Linked DNA regions of Triticum aestivum: region 2 is linked to region 1. Evidence: chromatin contacts called from public Hi-C data. All regions are on one chromosome and are shown on one strand. The core of a region is the stretch at or near the end of the contact, and the rest is flanking DNA. Distances in the headings are between cores, read along the strand shown. Region 1 overlaps LOC123051910 (a long non-coding RNA gene). Region 2 holds the start of LOC123051912 (probable protein arginine N-methyltransferase 3).

Region 1 (5,259 bases), core at 792-3,291:
GTAGTTGGAAAGGTAAACTGTTGTCTCTGGGTGGAAGATTGGTCCTCATAAATTCAGTACTAAGTAATATGGTACTATATATGATTTCCTTCTTTCAGTTGCCGAAAGGAGTTTTACATTGGATTACTTCCGATCAAGATTCTTTTGGCAAGGAGATAGCGAGAGGAAAAAATATCCGCTGGCTAAATGGAGTGTGGTGTGCCATCCCAAAGACCAAGGCGGGTTGGGCATTCATGACCTTGAGGTTAAGAATAGGGCCCTCCTCGGCAAATTGTTGTTTAAATTACTAACGGAAGATGGTGTATGGCAAACCCTTCTAAGAAGGAAATATGTGGGTTCCAAGGCGGTATCCCAAATATATTGGAAGCCTGGGGATTCCCACTTTTGGGCGGGTCTAATGGCTATGAAAAAATATTTCTTCTGCTATGGATCCTTCTTGATTAAGGACGGCTCGGAAATTAGATTCTGGGAGGACAAGTGGCTAGGAAATGCCACACTCCGGGAACAATATCCGGCTCTATACAACATTGTGCGCCACAAGGGTGATACTATCGCCACGGTGATGGAATCATTTTCGCCGAATGTGACGTTCAGAAGAGATTTAATTGGACCCAGACTACAATCGTGGAACATTCTGCTTCAGCGGTTATCCACGGTGCAATTGTCACATGGGTCTGATGTATTCCGATGGAACCTCCATGGGAATGGACAATTCTCAGCGGAGTCTATGTATAGAGCGTTAATCCAGTCTGATGTGCCAGTTGATAATAATAAGAAGATCTGGAAGATGAAGATACCACTTAAGAATAAAATCATTGCATGGTATCTTCGTCGCGGAGTCATTCTTACTAAAGATAACCTTATTAAGAGGAATTGGCATGGAAGTCCGCAATGTGTCTTTTGTCACCATGAGGAGACAATAAAACATTTATTCTTCCAATGCAAATTAGCTCGTTCTATATGGTCAGTCATCCAAATAGCTTCTGGCTTGTATCCTCCCTGTAATGTTGGTAATGTATTTGGCAATTGGTTGCATGGGATTGATCACAAGTAGAACTCTTCTCAGGGTGGGAGCGCTTGCCATTATCGCTTTGGCTATATAGAAATGATAAGGTTTTTAAATATAAAAGTACGTCTCTGTTGCAGGTTATCTACAGATGTACCGGGACTCTTCGTTTATGGTCCTCTCTATAACGTGTGGAGAACCAAGACCTTTTTACGGAGGTGTGTACACGATTGGAGGATACAGCAAGGGATACTTTTACCCAACATGGGTGGCAGAATGATCTTAGGATTGGGCCCCCTCCGCTTTAGGTGTTTCACAGACTCTAAGTTTCTTTGTATTTCGTCTTTTTTTGTGTGTGTGTGAGAGGACCTTATTTAGCTGTGTGCATCTTAGTTATGCAGAGGCCGGGTGTAATACTTAAATCTTTTAAGTAATAAACGCCTCTTTTCGAAAAATATCAACAACAGGAAACCGAGCTGAACTCTCTGTTACTTCTTTCCCAATAGATGACATATCAAAGCCATACACATTTTCCCAAAATGGCAAGCTCGTTCCACCTCTCCCGAAACCAGCACCAAGCTATGGACAGAGGGAAAAAGTTACCAAATGCAGAAAACAAAGACAAATAACACATGCAGGCATTGTTAAAAAAAACTTACAGTTGTTGCAGTATCCGGGAGAACAGCACCACCAGGTCTCAGGAAATGGTCACGTGCTTATATAACTGAACTGAGCATGGATTCATAAACGCGCAATATCCCATCCACTCACTAACACATCAAAGCCATTTGGCGGAACTACTATTTTATGGTTTAGCTCTTCAGCCTTGGTATGCACAACAATTATCACTTCAGAACTACGCTTTTGTTCCATTTTCGTATTCTCCTCATATAATAGACATTATTTTTTTCCATCTGCATTCTTATTTTAACTGTGAGATATAAACCTCGACATTTCGGGCCAATAGCGTGCAAAATGTTCTCCTGCCAATAGCGGGCCGTCGTAGTACCTCGACATTTCGGGGATGCAGATGGGCCGCGTGAGTACTAGGGCCTTGAAGGCGACCAGGACAGCACCAAAGGCCCATTTAGCTTAAACACACAGCAACTCTCACTAGCTTTTATTTTCCCCTAAAAAAACTTGCTTCTTTATTTTAAAGCATAATGTTGCCTTTGAGTAAGCTTATTATCACAAAATTTATTACATCCCTGGGGTACCAGATTCTATTGTATCAAACAACAGAGAATTCTACGATTGTGGATGGACAGTTAGAGCATACCTTTAGCCATGGAGTTGTTGAGGACCTCAGCCCCCCGCCGATTGGAGGGACCCCGTTCTCATTCTTGTTAGGTTCAGCGTCATGGTTTTAGTTGTGTGGCGACGGCGATGTCCCTCGATAGGAATAGTGTCTCCCACGTTCTATCCTCGTCCTGATTGTGCGTCTAACATCATCAGAGGGCGTGTGGAGGTGTGCCTCCGCCGCCGGTGCTAGTCTTCAGTTGATCTGTTTGATCCGATCTTCATTCGTCTTTATTTATGTGTTTACAGGTTTAATTCTTCCAATCTACGACTTTCTTCAACGGCGATGGTTGCTGCTATGGTGCAGTGGTTCTACGGGGCCTTAGCACGACGACTTCCCGACTGTTTACTACAAGGTTTGCCCGGCTCTAGCAAGGGAGTGGCGATGATGGTGGCACACCTTCGGCTCGCTCTAGTGTTTGTAGTCACTAGATGACCCGTTGCGCCCATGGCACAAAGGCCGAGTGAAAGCTAAGTATTGAAAGAGTGTGCATTAAAATATGTAAACACAAAATGGGATTGATGATAGATAGATGGCGGTTGTTTCAAGCATATGCTTGCCCTTTGTTCATGCTAGATGACCCATTGCGCCGATGGCACAAAGGGCAAGAGTGAACCAAGCATTCAAACCGTGCAAGTAAGAATATTTAGAGATCAATCATAAAATCTTGAAGCATAAGGGAAAATATTTAGGTACGTTCATACATAGCATTATATAGTCTGAACTAATCACATGGTAACAATGAGCATAAGAGAGGCATAGGAAACACACAACTGAGCCTGAAAACAAAGGACACATCTTACTGGTTGTGTGTATATCAGAACATAAAACCATACACATTTTCACACCCACACATACTGTCAGCAAAACAAGGAATGTTAGCTGCTCCTGAATTATCTGCAAAACATACGGAAGATGAACAGGACAATCTGACAGGACATAAAATCAGATCTCAAGCTTCTCGACAAAGAAAGCTAATTTCCTACCGCCTGCCAGTAATGTTACATCGTTACTTGGTTATCGCCATACAAATCAGTGTAGTTAAGAATGCTCAAAGGTTGCAGGCTACAGATAAAACCTTCTCAAAATAGGCTTTCACCCCGCTTTATTTATAAAGCAAACATCCATACAACCAGGCCAAAGTAGCCAAGCAACTAAGATGGCCGGGGCAAGAACACGACCATGCGCAAAGAAAGCAAAAAAGAAATAGAGAAAAAAGCCGTCGAGTGGCAATAGGCATAGCAGCACTATGAAGAGGAGAGACGGCAGTACAGATAAAACCCTCTCTGAGAAAAGCATGAGGCAGCAATGACCATATGAAAGGTAAAAACCTACCCGGGCAAACACGACGTTGCATCTCCGAATAGGAAGTGACGCACCAAGCAAAAACTCCCTTTGCAGAGACAACGACACATCCTTAAGTTAGTTCTGCACCCCTCATCAGCATGAAAGCAACAACTCCAGATTTGTTGTAATTTCACCAACCTGAGACAAAAATCGCAAAAAATTATCTAAAGGTCCTAAATAAACGTGTTAAACATCTGTGTGTATTTATATCGGTCTAACCTATAGATTTAGCACATCACGATGGATAATTGGATAGACTGCCATTACCTTGTCAACATGCTTCCATAAGCATGTAGTTGTTTAAATTCGGAAAGTGTATGATACAACAAACGTGGATTGGGTTATTTATACGGACAGGATAATATATAGTTTGATGCATATTCCTAACCAAAGCCTACACACTATCTGATTCTAAGTGTCCACATCCATTTATGCCGACCAATTTTTTGTTTTGCCAATCAGTGTGTGAGTGAAACTTGTTTATCAGGATATTAACATTCCCATTCAAGTTCACAGAATTTTACAAAGGATAGTTTAAGTTTAGTAGTATCAATATTGGGTGAGAGAGATACCCGGGATAGATGACATCAGCGAGATACCCAAGATCTCCAGACCATAGCCAAGATGGTAAGATGACATCACTGAGTCATCTACAAAATGCATGGTGAAATTACCTCACTACAAGGTTGTCTTGTGAATACTTGCAACATATTTAACATGACGGTTATATTGTTAGACACAAACCAACTAAATTCTGAAACTATATCTTGTAAATTTGTTTCATCGGGATGTAGTTTTCATCATATGCTAGTTCACACCATTGGCAGGAATATCATCACACAATAACGGGACACGACAATTAGCTATATACTTTCTGACAAATGGATATGCAAGCACCACGGAGTAAAACCATACAAACAAAAATACATAGAAGGAGCAGGAGGAAAGGTAGAGCAAGAGATTGGAAGTCTCACAAGAGGAGGTGAATTGGAAGGGAAGAGGAAGACGACTATGTGTTGCGGAGGCCTGTGGCAAAGAACAGTACACTCCAACTTGCAAATGAATTTCACTGCAGTGTACGATCAGCAACATGTGTAGTTCAAATACTTAAAACATTAAAGTTCTGTTGAAAAATAATTATCATGCAAAAGAAACCTTCATCATATGTAGAACTATACATCATTGATCACCATAGCTGTCCTCTTGCTGGGTACCTTTTTTATAGGACGCACTGAAGAAGCGAAGATCAATGTGCAAATTCAGATTAGGGGTACTGTAGCTTCATTATCATCCATGACAACTCGGCCTATTCAGAAGATGTTAATCAGCGCACATAGAAGATTTACAGAAGGCCTACAGGGTCCGTGTACTTGGTCAAACAAAATCACACTTCTACTTTTTTCAGAGCACGAGCTATGTCAGTAAACTTTACTCCATAAAAGATGAGAACATTTGTAAAAGCTCAATTGCTAAGTTATGCACTCAAGCAAATATATATATCTTAAAGAATACAGAAAACCACAAAAATTAAAATATGACATGGTATAAACTACTTGTGAAAAAAGGCATCTCCATTATAGACAGAGCAAAAATTGCAAACAAAATC
Region 2 (5,259 bases), core at 710-3,209, 220 kb after region 1:
GCATTTGTTCTATAACTGTGAGACAGAAATCATGGTACAAAGAGACAAGGAGTTTGGCATTATGATCAGGAAAAGCATACATGTGTAGCCACAGAAGACATCTTTGCACTCCCATCAACCGCAACAACTCTAGATGCACCAGCCTTTGCTGCAAAAAGACTATGAGAAGAATCCGTCAGCAACAGCCCAAAAGGCACGGGCCGAATGACAATTCACTATTAAGAATATCGATATCAGTTAAAGACCAGCCTTGCACTTTGATGATATGAGCACTAGTCCACATGCAATCAGTGTGAATCGAATATTGCATTTAGATATTTAAACCAAGTCAGAACTCTGACTAACAAGCTATTGAGCACACTGGACCTAGTCAAGCGATTATTATTATTTAGTTATTGCAAAAGAAGGGATTATTTTATTTTACGTGTTCAAGTCGTAATTATTACCAGTGTTTTTCTTTCTCAGTAGTGATAGTTTATTTGTGGTGTGCCTGAGCTGAACCCAAGACTGCCACCAAGCATCAGGCGTCATGGTAAGACAAAGTAAAGCACGATTGCAAAAGCATTTCACATCCTACATTACATACCTTAAAATTCCTGTACCACAACCAACATCCAGTACAGTTGCTCCATTCATGAGGCTAGGATTGTCCAAAAGGGCATCTCTGTAAGCGTCTGTTCTTACCTGAAAAGGTTGGGCACAGTGGGAGAGTTAAATGATCTTGTGAATCATAATAGCCCATACATGAAATTAAACCAACACACATGTGTTGAAGGGACCTATTAATCACATATGACAAGAGTTCACGTACTTTGTCGCCCAGCATCTCTCTATGAATGCCAAATGAACTATAAGACCCAAAGTAGTTGTCATCCACTTTTTTAATTTCCTTGGCAGTAACACTAGCACGTGTAATCTTCAGCTGCCTATCAGTCTGTTCCTCCGAAAGAGACCCATTGTTATCTCCACCATTACTTTCAGTAGTAACTGCTTTCTCAAACCTAGCACTGATATCAGAACAATCGTCGATAATGGTATTTAGACCATTCCCCTGCAGTTCACCTGACCTCCCATTGCCCACTGAACACTCCCCTGTTACCACTGGCATTCCACAGTCCTCGTCCTCTTCATCGTCAAAGATGGACAAGCTGTGCAACAGCGAGTCATCTTCCATGAACGGTTTCAGGTACGAGTCCTCCGCCCATGGAACCTTGCCCTCAAGTTGGGAAATCTCTGCGCAGCTCCAACACTTATTCTCTGCAACCTACATATCAAAGGACCATAAGTCATGGAATGCAGCAAACAAGCACAGAATTCAACAAAATTACTATCGACGCAACCTACAGATCAATCATAAGATCCATAAGTGACGGAATGCAGCAAGCAAGCACAAATTTCACCAAAATTGCTATCCAAGTCAACCATGAAATGGAACTAGTGGATTGGTTCCTGACACTGGTAACCTCATACGACAACAAAAGTTTAGCGCAGCAATTAGCTTCAAACTGTGCGTATTCGACTGCGAACCAATCGAGCTAAGAAGCTCAGCGCGGTCATGGAAGCAAGGGGGGAGAGGAGACGCACCTTGGACCGAACAAAATTGATGAGCTTGATGCATCCGTAGAAATCCAGCCCGAGCTCCCTCACGAGCTTGTGGAAATCGAACCCGTGCACGGAGCCGCAGTGCGCGAAGAGGGGGCCGTCGGAGTCGAACCGCGCGCTGCAGAACAGGCAGAGGAGGCCGCCGCTGCCGCCCGCCGCGTCGTCGCCGTCCGACTCCCAGTCGTCCCACCCCTCCTCCCCCTCCTCCTCCTCCTCATCCTCGTCGTCCTCGTAGTCGTCGCCGTCGTCCCGGGGCAGCTCTTGCTTGGGAGGGAGCTCGCGCGCCTGGGTCGCCATGGCCGATTGCTTCTTGGTGGAGGGACGAGCAGCGGCGAGCGGCTCGGTTAAACCCTAGGCGAAAGCTTAAGCCCCGGACGAATGAGGCTAGTGAATGGGCCGGGCCGTGATATCCGAAAGAGAGAGACTGGAAGGTGGGCCCGGCCCATAATACGTAGAGAAGACCCGAGTCTCTGGTCTCCACCAACCCGCCCTTCGTCTCGCCCCCTCCCTCTCGCCGTCGGCGCCGCCGCCATCCACCGGAGACAGCCGTCTGCCCAGGTAAGATCCCCTCTTATCTCCTCTTCCCCCCTTCCTCACCGTCGCGCCGATGTAAGGAAGAACACTGATAGAGGGCGGAATCGTAGGTATACTCGCCTGTGCATGACTGCGTTGGTTCGGCTCACCGGGAGAGCAGCTTCTTGGAGCAGGTGAGGCTCCAAGACTGAAGCTCCCCTCAACCACAGACCGCGTGAATACAACCTTGAGCTCACTCTGTGCGTGCAATCTTCCTCGCAGGGGCGCCAGCATCGCGGCTCCGCGTGGCCTCGGCTTGCTCCCGCAGCGCAGGGCCGCGTTCCAGGGTGCGAGGATGGAGAACGGCGGCGGCAAGGGCGGCCGCGGCGCGCTCATAGTCCTGGAAGGGCTGGACAGGAGTGGCAAGTCGTCGCAGTGCGCCCGGCTGCTGTCCTTTCTGGAAGGGAAAGGCTGCGCAACCGAAGGGTGGCGCTTCCCGGACAGGGACACCAGCGTCGGGAAGATGATCTCCGCGTACCTCGCCAACGAGTCGCAGCTCGATGACCGGACCATCCATTTGCTCTTCAGCGCGAATCGCTGGGAGAAAAGGTTTGTTCGTGTTGTGAAATCTATCTCAGTGTGTGCAATCTGATAGTGATTCAGGTTGAAAAGAATTCTTGAGTAGTGAGTACATGATCTGTAGTGTGCACACTATATGCAATAATTCAGATGTATGTATGGTTCTGAATATGGAGCTGTTTGTTGGGTTTGTCATGTGCAGAAGTTTGATGGAAAGCAAGCTACTTGGTGGAACTACACTCGTCGTTGACCGCTACTCTTATTCTGGAGTGGCATTTTCAGCTGCTAAAGGACTTGATATTGGGTGGTGCAAGGTCAGGCACATACCTGTTTAACAAGCTTGAGGTGCGCACCTTCTTATGTGTGAAATGCTGACAAGTATTGCCTGTTTTTTCTTGTTGCAGGCCCCTGAGGTTGGACTGCTAGCTCCAGATCTTGTAATATATCTTGATGTACAACCGGAGGTACTCCATTGCTCCTAATTCTTCCTATGGGTTCAAGGCAACTGATATTTAGGTTATGTGTGCTTGTGATGCTTATTTCATGCTTTTGTGCATTTGAGTCATTCAGTTCCTCATAGTGGGTGATTATGGCCACCATAGGCCCATAATCCTATCAAATAACCATACAGATAGAACTCAGTGATGGTGATGCACCTAAGATGTTCATCTATATTCAGTGTCGAAACAAACAATATGCGTCAATTGTATGTCATTCTGCTTAAGGTAGGAAACATGAAAAATCTGTAGTTGAGCAAATTCTTTGCAGACCCAGAATCTGTAGCAAAAAGTACCCTTCTCTGCAGTTGTTTACTCAGGTTATCCGAAATTCTTAATGGTACATGTGAATTTGCTGTTTCAGAAAGCGGCCGAAAGAGGAGGCTATGGGGGTGAGAGATACGAAAGAGTTGAGTTCCAAAAGAGAGTTGCTGAGCATTACCATTCGCTCCGTGATTTGACATGGAAGGTAACTTATTCAACAAAAGATTTCTGACATAGGGCCATTGCATTTGCTTTGCCTCTTTTGGCCACAACTCAAGTCCGTGTCACGTATAAGGTCAAGGAGATGGAGCTTAAAGTGAAGCAATATACATGTCTAGAATTTAGAGAAGAAAATAATTGAGAGACCCTGCGATATACTCTGTTGAAATTCAATGGCTTACTGCATTACCTTTTCCTTCGTGAAGGTTGTTGATGGTTCCCTTCCCATGGAGACCGTGGAAGAACAGCTAAGAGAACTTGCCATGAATTGCATTTCAGAATGCCAAGACAAGCACCTTACCAATCTAACCTGGTAGAGTTCCCGCGATGAAATGCCAAACCACATAGTCACATCGGCAAGATCTCTCTTTAGTGTGTGATTGACTGTTGCTCGTTAGATCTCTATAAAGTGTGTAATTGGCTGTTGCTCCATTAGATCTCTTTAAGTGGACTGGATGAGATTCAGGCACATCACTTCTTTCCCCATTTATGTGTGTGTGATTGACTGTTAGTACTCAGCGTTGCTGATTGCTTTACCCATTTATGAACTCCGACACCTGCGTGCAGATGCTCAATATATCTGTGAAGTGGCACTTTGTTTCCATGGAGCTTATATAATGTTCTCGTGACCATATACTGAATCTGGCGTGCTTTTTATGTTTTATATGGAATCATATATACTCCTTCCGTTCCATAATTCATTTATTTATCTCAGTAGCTGCATGTGATCTATACGGAGTACTCCCTCCGTTTTTACTTAGTCCGCGTATTAGCTTTGGTCAAAGTCAAGCTTTGTAAATTTTGACAAAGTTTATAAAAAAATTAACATATAAAATAACAATCAGTATCATTAGATTCATTAATGAATGTTCTTTCACATCATGTAGATTTGCTATGTTAAATGTTTATATTCTTTTTCTATAAATTTGGTCAAACTTTACGATGTTTGTTCAGTCAACCTAATACGCAACGTAAATAAAAACGGAGGGAGTACCTAAGTAGCTGATCCCCACTACTTTTTATTCATCTCAACATAAACACATGCCATCTCATCAAAAGCCCACCTCAACAATGATGGTCATTATTAGTTGACCCCCATTACTTTTATTCGACTCAATATGCACACGCCCCACCTCATCAAAGCTCACCACGGCATGTATGTGAAAAAGTTTTTCATTATATTATGCAACTTATGTTCAATACAATCCAACAATAAAATAATCAAATGCTAATATATAATATGTATTACTCCCTCCGTCCCAGAATAAGTGTCTCAACTTTGTACTAAAGTTAGTACAAAGTTGTACTAACCATAAGACACTTACTTTGGGACAAAGGGAATATTAGTTCTAGTCAATGTATTAATAATCTAAAGCATTCATACTTCATACCATCAAATCTCACAACAATAGATTGCAACTAAATCCCGCAGCAACGCGAGAGTATGGTCTAGTCTAGTTATTACTGCTCCCTCCGTTCCAAATTATTCGTCGCAGAAATGGATGTATCTAGAACTAAAATATATCTAGATACATCCATATCTGTGACAAGTAATTCGAAACGGAGGAAGTACATATACTTATAC

The links. A called contact is a pair of places that touch in the nucleus more often than the background predicts.
Region 2: a Hi-C map of leaf shows a contact between it and region 1, with 4 times the contacts expected there. The contact joins the promoter of LOC123051912 here to the enhancer-like site in region 1. A contact is called at or near these places in 2 of 5 Hi-C or Micro-C datasets (leaf and an unstated tissue) and 1 of 1 datasets of contacts at active chromatin or transcription factors (leaf).

What each region holds. Positions count from the first base shown.
Region 1 is chr2D:97,597,895-97,603,153 of IWGSC CS RefSeq v2.1, forward strand. LOC123051910 (a long non-coding RNA gene) reads right to left here. Exons shown (of 7, transcript XR_006424375.1): 7 at 3,381-5,259. Among protein-coding and RNA genes, the nearest start is that of LOC123051910, 6.7 kb to the right of the region's middle. Within about 2 kb of position 2,042, at least 4 of the 8 cell types and tissues checked have an H3K27ac peak or open chromatin away from gene starts, as enhancers often do.
Region 2 is chr2D:97,816,037-97,821,295 of IWGSC CS RefSeq v2.1, forward strand. LOC123051912 (probable protein arginine N-methyltransferase 3) reads right to left here and starts at 1,960. Exons shown (of 7, transcript XM_044474907.1): 1 at 1,585-1,960; 2 at 812-1,264; 3 at 587-684; 4 at 81-159. The coding sequence starts at 1,899. LOC123051913 (thymidylate kinase) reads left to right here and starts at 2,012. Exons shown (of 6, transcript XM_044474909.1): 1 at 2,012-2,160; 2 at 2,398-2,724; 3 at 2,897-3,008; 4 at 3,099-3,158; 5 at 3,556-3,660; 6 at 3,881-4,287. The coding sequence starts at 2,471. The coding sequence ends at 3,991.